2 separate regions of the Macaca mulatta genome follow, and region 1 is linked to region 2. A link is a contact called in public Hi-C data. All regions are on one chromosome and are shown on one strand. Each heading gives the region's core, a stretch centred on a gene start, on an enhancer-like site or on the middle of the called end of the contact. The rest is flanking DNA. Distances are from core to core; before and after follow the strand shown. Region 1 holds the start of SMPD1 (sphingomyelin phosphodiesterase 1). Region 2 holds the start of TAF10 (TATA-box binding protein associated factor 10).

Evidence for each region. Hi-C and Micro-C count contacts between places; a contact is called where the count stands out from the background.
Region 1: a contact with region 2 is called in a Hi-C map of liver, with 2.6 times the contacts expected there. The contact joins the promoter of SMPD1 here to the promoter of TAF10 in region 2. A contact is called at or near these places in 2 of 14 Hi-C or Micro-C datasets (fetal cortex germinal zone and liver).

The regions. Positions count from the first base shown.
Region 1 is chr14:59,390,266-59,396,268 of T2T-MMU8v2.0, forward strand. It overlaps SMPD1 (sphingomyelin phosphodiesterase 1), which reads right to left and starts at 4,247. Exons shown (of 6, transcript XM_001110212.5): 1 at 3,811-4,247; 2 at 2,561-3,333; 3 at 1,343-1,514; 4 at 1,039-1,115; 5 at 693-838; 6 at 1-536. The coding sequence starts at 4,122. The coding sequence ends at 127. LOC106993347 (a long non-coding RNA gene) reads right to left here. Exons shown (of 6, transcript XR_013404053.1): 6 at 5,509-6,003.
Region 2 is chr14:59,170,535-59,175,823 of T2T-MMU8v2.0, forward strand. TAF10 (TATA-box binding protein associated factor 10) reads left to right here and starts at 1,620. Exons shown (of 5, transcript NM_001265786.1): 1 at 1,620-1,863; 2 at 2,002-2,156; 3 at 2,372-2,436; 4 at 2,521-2,635; 5 at 2,813-2,950. The coding sequence starts at 1,632. The coding sequence ends at 2,902. It overlaps TPP1 (tripeptidyl peptidase 1), which reads left to right. Exons shown (of 13, transcript XM_001108748.5): 13 at 1-1,051. ILK (integrin linked kinase) reads right to left here. Exons shown (of 12, transcript NM_001195713.1): 4 at 5,034-5,130; 5 at 4,860-4,943; 6 at 4,671-4,756; 7 at 4,419-4,528; 8 at 4,188-4,315; 9 at 3,975-4,096; 10 at 3,789-3,888; 11 at 3,546-3,676; 12 at 2,954-3,362. The coding sequence ends at 3,213.

The sequences.
Region 1 (6,003 bases), core at 2,997-5,496, 220 kb after region 2:
GGCATCCTTGGGGCCCAGGGACTGGTTCTTCCACTGGATGACCTTGCTTGGTTGAACCACAGCAGCATTTGGGCTTTTTCATCCTTTCCTACATCAAGAACTTTCCCAAATGTGGGCCCTGGGGCCCTAGCAAAAAAGTGGCCTTGGCCACAGGCTCTGGGCCTCTGGGAGGCTCCCATCTAGCATCAGGTGGCGGCACAGAGCAGGGCTGTCAGCACGGGCAGAGAGCTGGGCACAAAGAGTAGCCAGACGGCAGGGCGTGCCACAGGGCTCTGAGGGCGGGTGGCCCTTATGGTAGAGAAACCAGAAGGTCTGGAAGAGTTGCATGTCGCCCCGCATGCGATATACCAGGTTGTGCCAAGCGGTAGGCAGTGTGTTGGGCAGCCCATAGGTTTCTCGAGCCTTGTAGAGAAGCTGCCAGTGCGGTATAGCTCCCGGTGTGTTAGCCTGGGTCAGATTCAGGATGTAAGTCTCATGGTCCAAGACTATGTGAGAGCTCCCGGAGTAGTTTCCATCTATTTGGTACACACGGTAACCTGCAAGGAAGCGGGACTGACTGGAGGGGAAAGGAGCAAGGGCAACTCCAGGGAGGGGCCACACATCCTGCCCATGCTTTGCAGGCTCTGGCTCCAACCTCCTTCCTCTATCCCACCAACTCCAGGATAAAGGAGGCTCCCTTCTGCCTCACTCACCAGGATTAAGGCCGATGTAGGTAGTTGCACTGGGTGCTAGGAAGGCTACAGCCAGTGGCCGGCTCAGAGTCTCTTCATCATAGAAGACCTCAAATTCATCCACATGAGTGTGGCCAAAGAACTGAGCAGCCAGGGTGTTCTCATACCTGGCCAGAAAATACTACATTCAGAAGATTCCAGGGAGGGGTAGGAAGAGATCTGGGGAGATAGGATGCCCTTTCTCCAACCTGTTCTAGTGAGGAGTCTCCCCACTCCATGGGACAACAGGGATGGTGAGATGCTCAAGGGAATCTTCAGCCTTCAGACACTCACCCTGTCCCTACTCCCACCCTCATCTCCCTCCTACCTGGCTACAATTCGGTAATAATTCCAGCTCCAGCTCTTCAGACAGTGCCCTGGGGGAATGTGGCCAATTATATGCACCTAGCAGGGAGAGTTAAGGATGGTAATCAGGGCATCCAGGGGTCCAGGCAGCCCTGGCTAGAGAGGGGGACTGAATGAAGGCTTTCAACAGTGACCATGAGCTGAACCCCCAGGGAACACTTGTTGGGAATGCCAGGAAAATCAGACTTCTCTGCCCAGAGGTGCTCCAGCTCGACAGAAGCCTGCTTGTCCCCCAGCACCACTGTGTTCCCACCACTCCCCCTCACTTTGTCTCCTCGATCCTCAGCAGCCTGAAGCTCCCCCACCAGCCACTGGAGCTGTCCTGCAGGATCCGTGGAGTTGATCAAGAGCCAGAAGTTCTCACGGGAACAAAAATTCATATTGAGAGAGATGAGGCGGAGACCGGGGTATGGGGAAAGAGCATAGAACCCCCCAATTCTGAAACAAAGTAAACATGAGAGGTCAACACTTGTTCCAATCCTGTTCCTCCTGTGCTGGGCATTTGGGTGGAGGGTAAAAGCATACATGACATCTTCCCTACCTGCAAAGAGCTCACAGTCTAGCTGGAGACCAAACAGTTCTAATTATTGGGTCTGTGTGACACAAAAGAAAGGCTCCGAGGGCAGAGGACTCCAGGAGTATGGTGGAGGGATAAGAGTGAGCTAGAATGGGAAGCAAGGGCCACACAGAGGGAAGATGACATGAGATGGATAAGGTGAGAAAAATTGCAGCAGTTAAAAAAGGGGAAATCAATTCCAGAGGGCCAACATGAGCAAAAACGCAGCTGAGGCATGGAGAGGTTATGCTGCCAGACCTTTGAAGGAGGGTGGCTAGAGATAAGAGTAGAAAGGGAGGGCTGGAAGGCTGGGTGCGGTGGTTCATGCCTGTAATCCCAGCACTTTGGGAGGCTGAGGTGGGCAGATCACGAGGTCAGGAGATCACAACCATCCTGGCCAACATGGTGAAACCCCATCTACTAAAAATATGAAAATTAGGGCGTGGTGGCATGCACCTGTAGTCTCAGGTACTTGGGAGGCTGAGGCAGGAGAATTGCTTGAACCTGGGAGGTGGAGGCTGTAGTGAGTTGAGATCGTGCCACTGCACTCCAGTGTGGGTGACAGAGCAAGACTCCATCCCTGCTCCCCCCCCAAAAAAAGGAGGGCCGGGAGCAGTAGCTGACGTCTGTAGTCCCAGCACTTTGGGAGGCCGAGGCGGGAGGATTGCTTGAGGTTAGGTGTTTGAGACCAGCCTGGGCAACATAGCAAGATCTTGTCTCTACAAAAACTAAACTATAAAAAAAAAAAAAAAATAGCCTGGTGTGGCAAAAGAGTAGAAAGGGAAGGTGGAGTCAGATTAGGGGAGCTGAGTGAAGAGCACTAAGGACTCATGCTAGAGCAATCAGAGACAATGCCCCAGGTTCCCTTCTCCCTTCACTTTCATTCACCTTTTTTTTCCCTTCCTGGGTTTCCATGGATGATAAGTACCTGAGGGTGCGCAGGGCTTCAGCAGGCAGCCAGGGCTCCCAAGCCTTGGCCATCGCTTCGTAGAGCCAGCGGGAGGAGTGGTTGCCCTCAATGAAGGGGGGAGGGAAGCTATTGACGGGTGTGCTCTCGTGGTTGCCCACAGCAGGGTACACTGGCACTGGCCCCAGGAACTTCCTCACAAGTGCTGTGACAGTGGTCAGGGCCCGCAGCTGGTCCTGACGAGTCTGGTGCCAGACATCATGTGCAGGGATGTCTCCTGTCCAGTACACCATATCAAAAGGGCCGGCTGGGCCCAGCCCACTCAACAGGCTTTCCAGGGTCCTCAGGGGCAGGTCACACTTGCTGTATTCGCCCCAGTATCCAGCACCTGGCCGGGACGCGGGCGGCAGGCCAGAACCCTGGCGGCAACACAGTGGGTCAGCACAGTCAGGGTCCATGCCCTCCAGGTAGTCATGATCCCAGTGCAGGTCAGTGAGGAAGAGGACGCGGCTGACAGGGGCACCTGGGGCTGGGGGGCTAGGGGGTTTGGGGGGCGGCTTCGGCACAGTAGGCAAAGAGATGTTCCAAGATGAGAAAATGTCCCAGTGCCCACAGGTGGAGCCCAGGAGCAGGCCGCAGGCCTCAGATGGGCTCAGCACTGAGCGTCTCCACACCTCCACCATGTCATCCTCAAAGAGCTGGACAATGGATTGGCACACGGCAGGTGGTGCTATCTTCAGCAGATTGCACAGCTTGATGGCCATAGAACCCACGCGAGCCACATTGGGCTCCTTCTGCAGTGGGAGGAGCACATGGTGAGAAATCAGAGGCAGAGCAGAGGAACCAGGCCAACCCCTGGCCAACACCCCTTGGGCTTCCATTTCCAAACTGGGGCTGGGCAGGACTCAGTGCACCATGGTGAAGAAAGCTCAGTGCACACCTTTGCCTTCCAGATATTACCCTCTAACTCAGGCAGCACCAGGCCATCACTTCCTCTTTAGCTCAGCAGCCTGTGGCATGAGGCCTTTGCTTGACAAGCTGACTTTCTCAGGCACTGTCTGCATTATTTTCTTACTTCACAAAGGTCACAATGGGGTGGTGGTGGCATGTAGCCATAGGTGTCCCCAAAGGGGAGCAAACTCAGTGACGGATTGTAGATGCCACCCTCTCCATCAGGGATGCATTCTGACCCCAGGGCACCAGCATCAGCCCCAGCCCCCAGCCCCAGCACTCCCTTCGGCCTCCTCCACTGCAACCCCTTCAGCGCTCACCTTCAGCCCAAGGTTGATGGCGGTGAATAGACCTTTGCAGACTGGGCAGGTGAGGTTCCCCCACCCAAAGACATCTCGGAGACGGGGCACTATGCGATGTAACCTGGCAGGATGGCCTTGGGGAGGAAGAGGATGAGCCTCTGCCGGAGCCCAGAGAACCAGAGAGTCAGACAGAGCCAGAGCCAGAGCCAGCGCCAGCACCAGTACCAGGCCCATCCAAAGGAGTCGGGGGGCTCCGAAGGTCCTGTCTTGTCCCTGCTCCCGGCCGGACCTGGGGCGACTCTGGCGCGGTGATGCTCCGTAGCGGGGCATTGTCAGGCTTCCTACACGGGGCTAGTTCGTTTGTCCCGTCCCCACCGGCCTGGGCCCTAGCTGGCCCTCAGGGCCCCAGGCGGCGCTGAGGACACCCGATTACCCTTCTCTGTAGTCGGCTGACTGCTTCGCGGCCGGCCGCAAAGCAGCTCCGCCCCTTCCTCTTCCTCTGATCTCCAACAGCTGATCTCCCGGCGGCGGGCAGCTGTCAACGCTGCGGAGGCGGAGCGGGCTGGGCGCTCCCGGGACCGCCCCGATTCCGCCCCCTCTCCACGCCCCCCGCCCTGCCCCGGGGCGCAAGGGCGGTGGGGGTGGGGACTCTCCCTGAGGTCACCAGGGGCTCGGCCTTGAGGTCACAGCCGGGGGAGGCCGTGCTTGTGCTTTGGGGCTCCATGTGATGTGGTTGGTGAAAGACGCCTCCTTTGTCCGAATCCGCGCTCAGATTCCCAGAATAGCTGCCAGACCGACCCCGGCATTTAGCTGGGGTAAGGAGGGTAGGAGAGAGCAGGGCCGGCAGGATCCTCCCACTGGGTGTGTTGCCTCTGACAGGAAGGTGCCTTCCCTCGATTTCCCATGCTCTGCCACTGGCACCAGCACCCTTGAGTCACCCTGAGAATCATTCACCTTTGATTCAGATGAGGAAACCAAACCTTAGAGATGGTGAAGAGACTAGGAAGCCGTAAAGACCATATAGCCATGGGGACCAATAACATGAGCTGGAACCCAGTTGGGTCTCCCACCTCCGTGTATCCATGACAGTAAAAGCGAGCATTTATGGAGTTGTTTACATGTGCCAAGCACCAATCCAGGCACTTTATAATTAATAATATTCAATTCTCACAACAGCGCTAAGAAGTACCTATTATATTGGGGCCCAGAAATCCATACCCAAAATATGGTGGTTTGACTTACTAAGTTAAGCCTCAAGGTCTCTCTGACCTTCCTACACCCGCCCCCTTTCTCCCAAAGCCTTTACCTAGCGTCCAGACCCATCAAAAGGAACAATTGTTTTTTTCTTCCCCTCCCTATAAAACCAAAAATATAATCACACCTGAACAGACCCTTTCACATGACCATCTACTAGTTAATGTGTTCCCTGATCCATTCCTTCTCCCTCAGCAGAATTCCTCTTCCCCTCACTCCCATAACCTGCTTTGCCTGGATGGCACATAAGCTTCTGAACTCAGTTGGGAAGTGGGTAGTCACTCTGTGGTTGCCCGTGGACACATTAATAAAATTTGTATGCCTTTTCTTCAATTAATCCGTTTTTTGTGGGTTGATTTTTCAGCAGAATTTCAGAAGGTGAAGGGGAAGTTTCCCTTGGTCACTACTGTAAGGGTAAACTGAGGCTGGAGCCGAATCAGGAACGAAGACACAAGGCAAATGGCAGTGAGAATAGCCTTTATTAGGACTCGTGGGTGAGGTTCCTCGGTCCAAAGGTGCGGGCCGAGGAAGTCACGCTGAGGGAGGAGGGTAGGGGCTTCTTATAACCTGAGAGGTAGGGAAGCTGGTTGTGCAAACAGGGCCTGGGGGGTCTTGAAACTACTAGGGCAGGAGTTGAGTAAGGGTCATGAGGAAGGGGTCTTTGGAAACTGTCAACCGAAATGGCTGTTTACCAACTTGGGGAATGCAGGTGAGCTGCAGGTCATGGAGGAGTGTGACTGCCCAGCCGGAACTCTGACGCATGTAAGTCTGCGGGTGTGTACAAGGGTGAAGGGAGTCTTTAACAAAAGGCCTGCTACACCGGGTAATGCCGCCATGTTGAGTCTAGATTCCTGCCTAACATTCCGACCTCTTTCTAATAAGAAAGTGAGGCGACGTGTTCATCTGGCTGCTTCCTGCTGGTATGGGTCATCGTGGGGTTTTTCGGAGGTCGGAACT
Region 2 (5,289 bases), core at 370-2,869:
AACCCAAACAATTCCATCTCTGGTTTCTTCTTGGTAAATGATGCTATGCTTTTTCCAACCAAGCCAGAATCTGTGTCATCTTTCCACCGCATCTTCAATCAACAAGTCCTCAATCAACAAGTCCTAGTGACTGCACCTCGTACCTCTTAAATATCTTTATCAGTCCACAAGTCCTTCCAATGATATTTCCCAAGTATATCTAGAACTTATCCACTTATATCCCCACTGCTACTATATTAGTTTAGGGCTACATTCTCTTGAAAAGTACAGCGTCCTTACTTCCGGCCAATCCCCAAATCATCTTCCAGAGTAAAATGCAAATCCCATCAGGCCACTTGGATGAAAACCCTTCAAGGATTACTGGATAGAGTTCAGGCTTTTTATTTTCTTCCCCCAATCATAGCTCACAAACCTTCGTTGCTATTTGTTCCTAAGTAACAAATCATTTTTCCTCCTCCCTCCCCAAACCCCAAGGAACTCTCACTCTTGCTCAAGCTGTTCTGTCCCCTTAATACCACCCCTGATACAAACTGCCTGGTTAATTTCCAGAATTCTTACAAGATTCAGCTCAGAAGTCACCTTCTCTCGTGAATGTTTTGATTCCCTGAGGCTACTTCATTTTGCTATGGCTGAAAAATCCTAGATTTTCTAAACAAAACCTGTTTGAATCTTGGTTCTGATATGGACTGGGAGAGAGACTGGGTCAAGCAAGTTTATCTCCCTGAGGCTGTTTCCTCGTCTGTTAAGTGGGAATATTACCTGCCTTTCCTAATCACCAGGGAATAAAGTGGAATAATGTTGATAAGAGTACTTGGCACCTGGAAGTAGGTGGCAGATGTTAATGCCCTTCCTCCCTTGCACTGCGACCCCTGTGTCTACCTCTAGTATTGTAACGACCACATAGTATTGAAATAGCCACTTTACTTGTCTGGCTTCCTTTCCAAGACCGTTGGTGCCTAAAGGACTAGAATCGTGTTCTATTTAACTTTGTATTCCCAGGTCCTAGCTCAGGAGTTGGCAAATAAGAATTAAATATCTGCTACATTGAAAATCTCACGCCTTTCACTCGTTGTGATTTTTGCATACGTTGTCGACTTAGGCTGAAACCCCTCCTCCTTCTACAGCAGCACTGTGGGCCGCCCCACTGCTGCCCCCACCTCTCGGGGCAGTTGGTGGAGAAGGGCGGGGGGCTTTCCAAATCCACTATGAATCCTTACAAGGCTGAATAAGGGAACTTGAAAGGATGCAGACAGGCAGGCAATCCGTAGTCGAGGGATGTAGGGCCCATAAACCTCGAAGCAAGGTCTTGAGCGTCAGACAGAATGAGGTGTCCCAGAGCGGCGGAAGAGTCCCGGACGCACGCTGCTTCTAGTCTCGACGGAATCGCCACCGAGCACCGCAGAGGCTAGGGCGGAATGGCGACGGCAGCGCAGTTCGCCAAGGCTTGGTCTCCGCCCTTCAGCCTATTTCCTCTAACCCGCAGACCCACTACCAGAGGAGGCGGGGAGCGGGCTGGAGAGCACTAACAGTGACAGGCGGGGCGAGTCGAGGGCGCGTGACGTCACCCCGGGGTGTGCGCGGCGCGAGCGGAAGCGGAAGCGGCTCTGTTCGCCGCCTCTCCCACCGGCCCGATGAGCTGCAGCGGCTCCGGCGCGGACCCCGAGGCGGCGCCGGCTTCCGCCGCCTCGGCCCCGGGCCCGGCACCCCCGGTCTCGGCTCCCGCAGCGCTGCCCGCCAGCACCGCTGCGGAGAACAAGGCCAGCCCCGCGGGGACAGCAGGGGGGCCTGGGGCTGGAGCAGCTGCTGGGGGCACGGGACCCTTGGCGGCGCGGGCCGGGGAGCCAGCTGAGCGGCGTGGGGCGGGTGAGGGCCTGACGGGTGAGGGCGAGGGAAGCGTCTGGGACTGGGCCCAGCGGCGGGTGAGGGCAGCGGGTATAGACAGACCTCGCTGGGGCCCTGCGCCTCCCACCTCTGTGTCTCATTTTGCTGGTTCTCCTCCAGCTCCGGTGTCGGCGGGTGGCGCGGCGCCCCCAGAAGGGGCCATGTCTAACGGGATTTACGTACTGCCGAGCGCGGCCAACGGAGACGTGAAGCCGGTGGTGTCCAGCACGCCGTTGGTGGACTTCTTGATGCAGCTGGAGGATTACACGCCTACGGTGGGCTTCCGCCCGAACAAGGCCACCTAGCCTGCTGTCACAACTTTCAGCCACATCTCCGTGCTTTTCAGCACCCTCTGATGTTTGCTTCCGTAGTCGCTCTTGTTTTTGCCCTCTGCTCACCCAAATCGTGAGCTTCCTGATAACCAGGTCTATCCGACATTTCCCTCACCCTCATCCCACTCTGCTGACAGTTCTCTTAATTGATTTCTTAGATCCCAGATGCAGTGACTGGTTACTACCTGAACCGTGCTGGCTTTGAGGCCTCAGACCCACGCATGTGAGTAAACCCAGGGCAGGTTAGTTTTGGGTGCTTGTGCAGTGTGTTGTCCATCTCCTTCTCATCTAAGTTTTTTCTCTCTAGAATTCGGCTCATCTCCCTAGCTGCCCAGAAATTCATCTCAGATATTGCCAATGATGCCCTACAGCACTGCAAAATGAAGGGCACAGCCTCCGGCAGCTCCCGGAGCAAGAGCAAGGTGTGAGGGGAGGCTCATTGAATCACTAATTACCTTCCACAACAGTGGAAGCTTATCCTGCCACCCCTTTGGGGAAACTGAATCCTAGGGGAGGTGTAAAACTTACTCAGGGTCACCCATCTGGGATTGAAGTGTGGGATTCCTGTGCTCAGTTGGTGCTCTTCCCTCTTCCCTCAGGACCGCAAGTATACTTTAACCATGGAGGACTTGACCCCTGCCCTCAGCGAGTATGGCATCAATGTGAAGAAGCCGCACTACTTCACCTGAGCCACCCAACCTAAATGTACTTGTCTGTCCCCATGTCCCCACACCAGCCTGTTTTCATAATAAACTTTATTGTGACAGGCGGGGCTGATCCCTCCCATGTTGGGAGACACCATGTGGCAAGTGACAAAGCTCTGAGCCCGCCCCTTTTGGGGCCACAGTGGTAGGGATGGGGGAAGGGGATGGACCCCATGGCTGGGGTAGTACCATGACTGGAGGCAGGGGAGGCAACCAGAGGTCTGCTGCTTTGGGGAGGTACATTCCCCCAACCATGTCCTGACACCTCTGGAGTTCAGGCAAGGGCCTTCCGGTCCTACTTGTCCTGCATCTTCTCCAGGATAGGCACAATCATGTCAAATTTGGGTCGCTTTGCAGGGTCTTCGTTCATGCAGATCTTCATGAGCTTACACACATGAGGGGAAATACCTGGTGGGATGGTAGGCCGAAGGCCTTCCAATGCCACCTGTGAATACAAGAAAAAACTGAGCCTCACAATTTGAGTCTGTCATGTAGAGAGAAGCCACTGGCCCCTGGGACAGGATAACTGTATATCCGAACAAATATGGGAGGAGCCCAGGCCCACTACAGTTATTTTCACCATAACCAACCACTCCCCCAACACAAATGTATGCTGTTCTGCTCTCACCTTCATTCCAATCTCCATATTGGAAAGATCAGCAAAGGGTACCTCCCGTGTCACCAGTTCCCACAGAAGCACTGCAAAACTCCACATGTCTGCTGAGCGTCTGTTTGTGTCTTCAGGCTTTTTCTGCAGAGCTAGAGGGATAGGGCTTGTCTGTTCTGGCCCCCTGGCCTTTCCTGTCTCTGCCCCCTTCCACTACTTCTGAGGTGATCCTTTTTCACCTCCCAACATGATGACTTCACCCACCTTCAGGGGCTACCCAGGCAGGTGCATACATGCGACCAGGACATTGGAAAGAGAACTTGACATCAGCCATGCTAATTCGGGCAGTCATGTCCTCATCAATCTGAGGAAGAGAAAACAGAAGGAGGTAAGTCATAGATAGGCAAAGGACTTTTGGGGCCTGGGCCAGGAGTGAGCTTGTGGCCTCACCATTACACTACGGCTATTGAGCGCATGTCGTGGGATGAGGGGCTCTAGTGTGTGTAGGAAGGCCATGCCCCTTGCCATGTCCAAAGCAAACTTCACAGCCTGGCTCTGGTCTACGACGAAATCTGAGAGGAAGCAAAAGTTCAAATAGTTCAGAGAGGCTCATGCACCCTCTCTCCCATTTCCTCCCCAAGAAAATTCAACATCTCTACTCACTGGTGCCTTCATGTAGTACATTGTAGAGGGATCCATATGGCATCCAGTGTGTGATGAGAGTAGGATGAGGAGCAGGTGGAGACTGACAGGCACCTAGCACTGGGAGCACATTTGGATGCGAGAAAATCCTGGAAGAGGGAGGGAGTGGTTGAGACAGAGTATAAAAGATCTCTTTCAGTGCTATTCAGGATTCCCTGGAACTAGCAGCTTCCAGGTTACGCCTTGCACTACCTGAGCCGGGGACACTCTTCATTGAAGTCCCTGCTCTTCCTTGTACTCCAGTCTCGAACCTTCAGCACCTTCACGACAATGTCATTGCCCTGCCAGCGGCCCTTCCATAGCTGAAGAATAGGTAGAGGTTAGGAGGCTTTTACTGTTGCTACCACTTCCTTGCCCTCTAACTGGAGGAAAAACTTAAACCAGGTACAAAGCAGGTAATTTACGGGGGTTTAGTGAGGGAAGGGCAAGAAGGGCAGGGGTCACCTCTCCAGAGTGATTCTCGTTGAGCTTCGTCAGGAAGTTAAGCTGTTTGAAGTCAATGCCAGAGTGTTTGTTCAGGGTTCCATTTCCTAAGAGAGTGGGCAGGTCAGGTACCCAGCTTCACCCTAACCCAGCCCTAAGAGGCCAGGATTATCTCCTTTTACAACCCTTCTTCCCACAGTGGTGACTCACGGGGCCGAGTGCGGGTGGTCCCCTTCCAGAATGTGTCCTTGTATGGAATACGGTTGAGATTCTGGCCCATCTTCTCTGCCCGCTCTAGGGAAGAAAACCAACGTGAGCTGTGGTACAGAGGGAGAAGACAGGTGGGAAGGGACAAGAGACAAGCTAGGGGGTGGGGAGATGGACCTCGGAGAAGCTCTCTCAGGGGTGCCTTGGCTTTGTCCACAGGCATCTCTCCATACTTGTTACAGATACTGACAAGGGCCCCATTTGCCACCAGGTCCTGGAATGAAAAGGCCATTATGATGAGAGCCACTGCTGCCTCACTGGCAGTCAATGAACCAACCATGAATGCACAAATGTAGTACTTAATCCTGTGAGTGTCACACAGTAGTGCTGACAGAATGGGTTGAGGGTTCCAAAATCTCCCACCCAGGCTGAC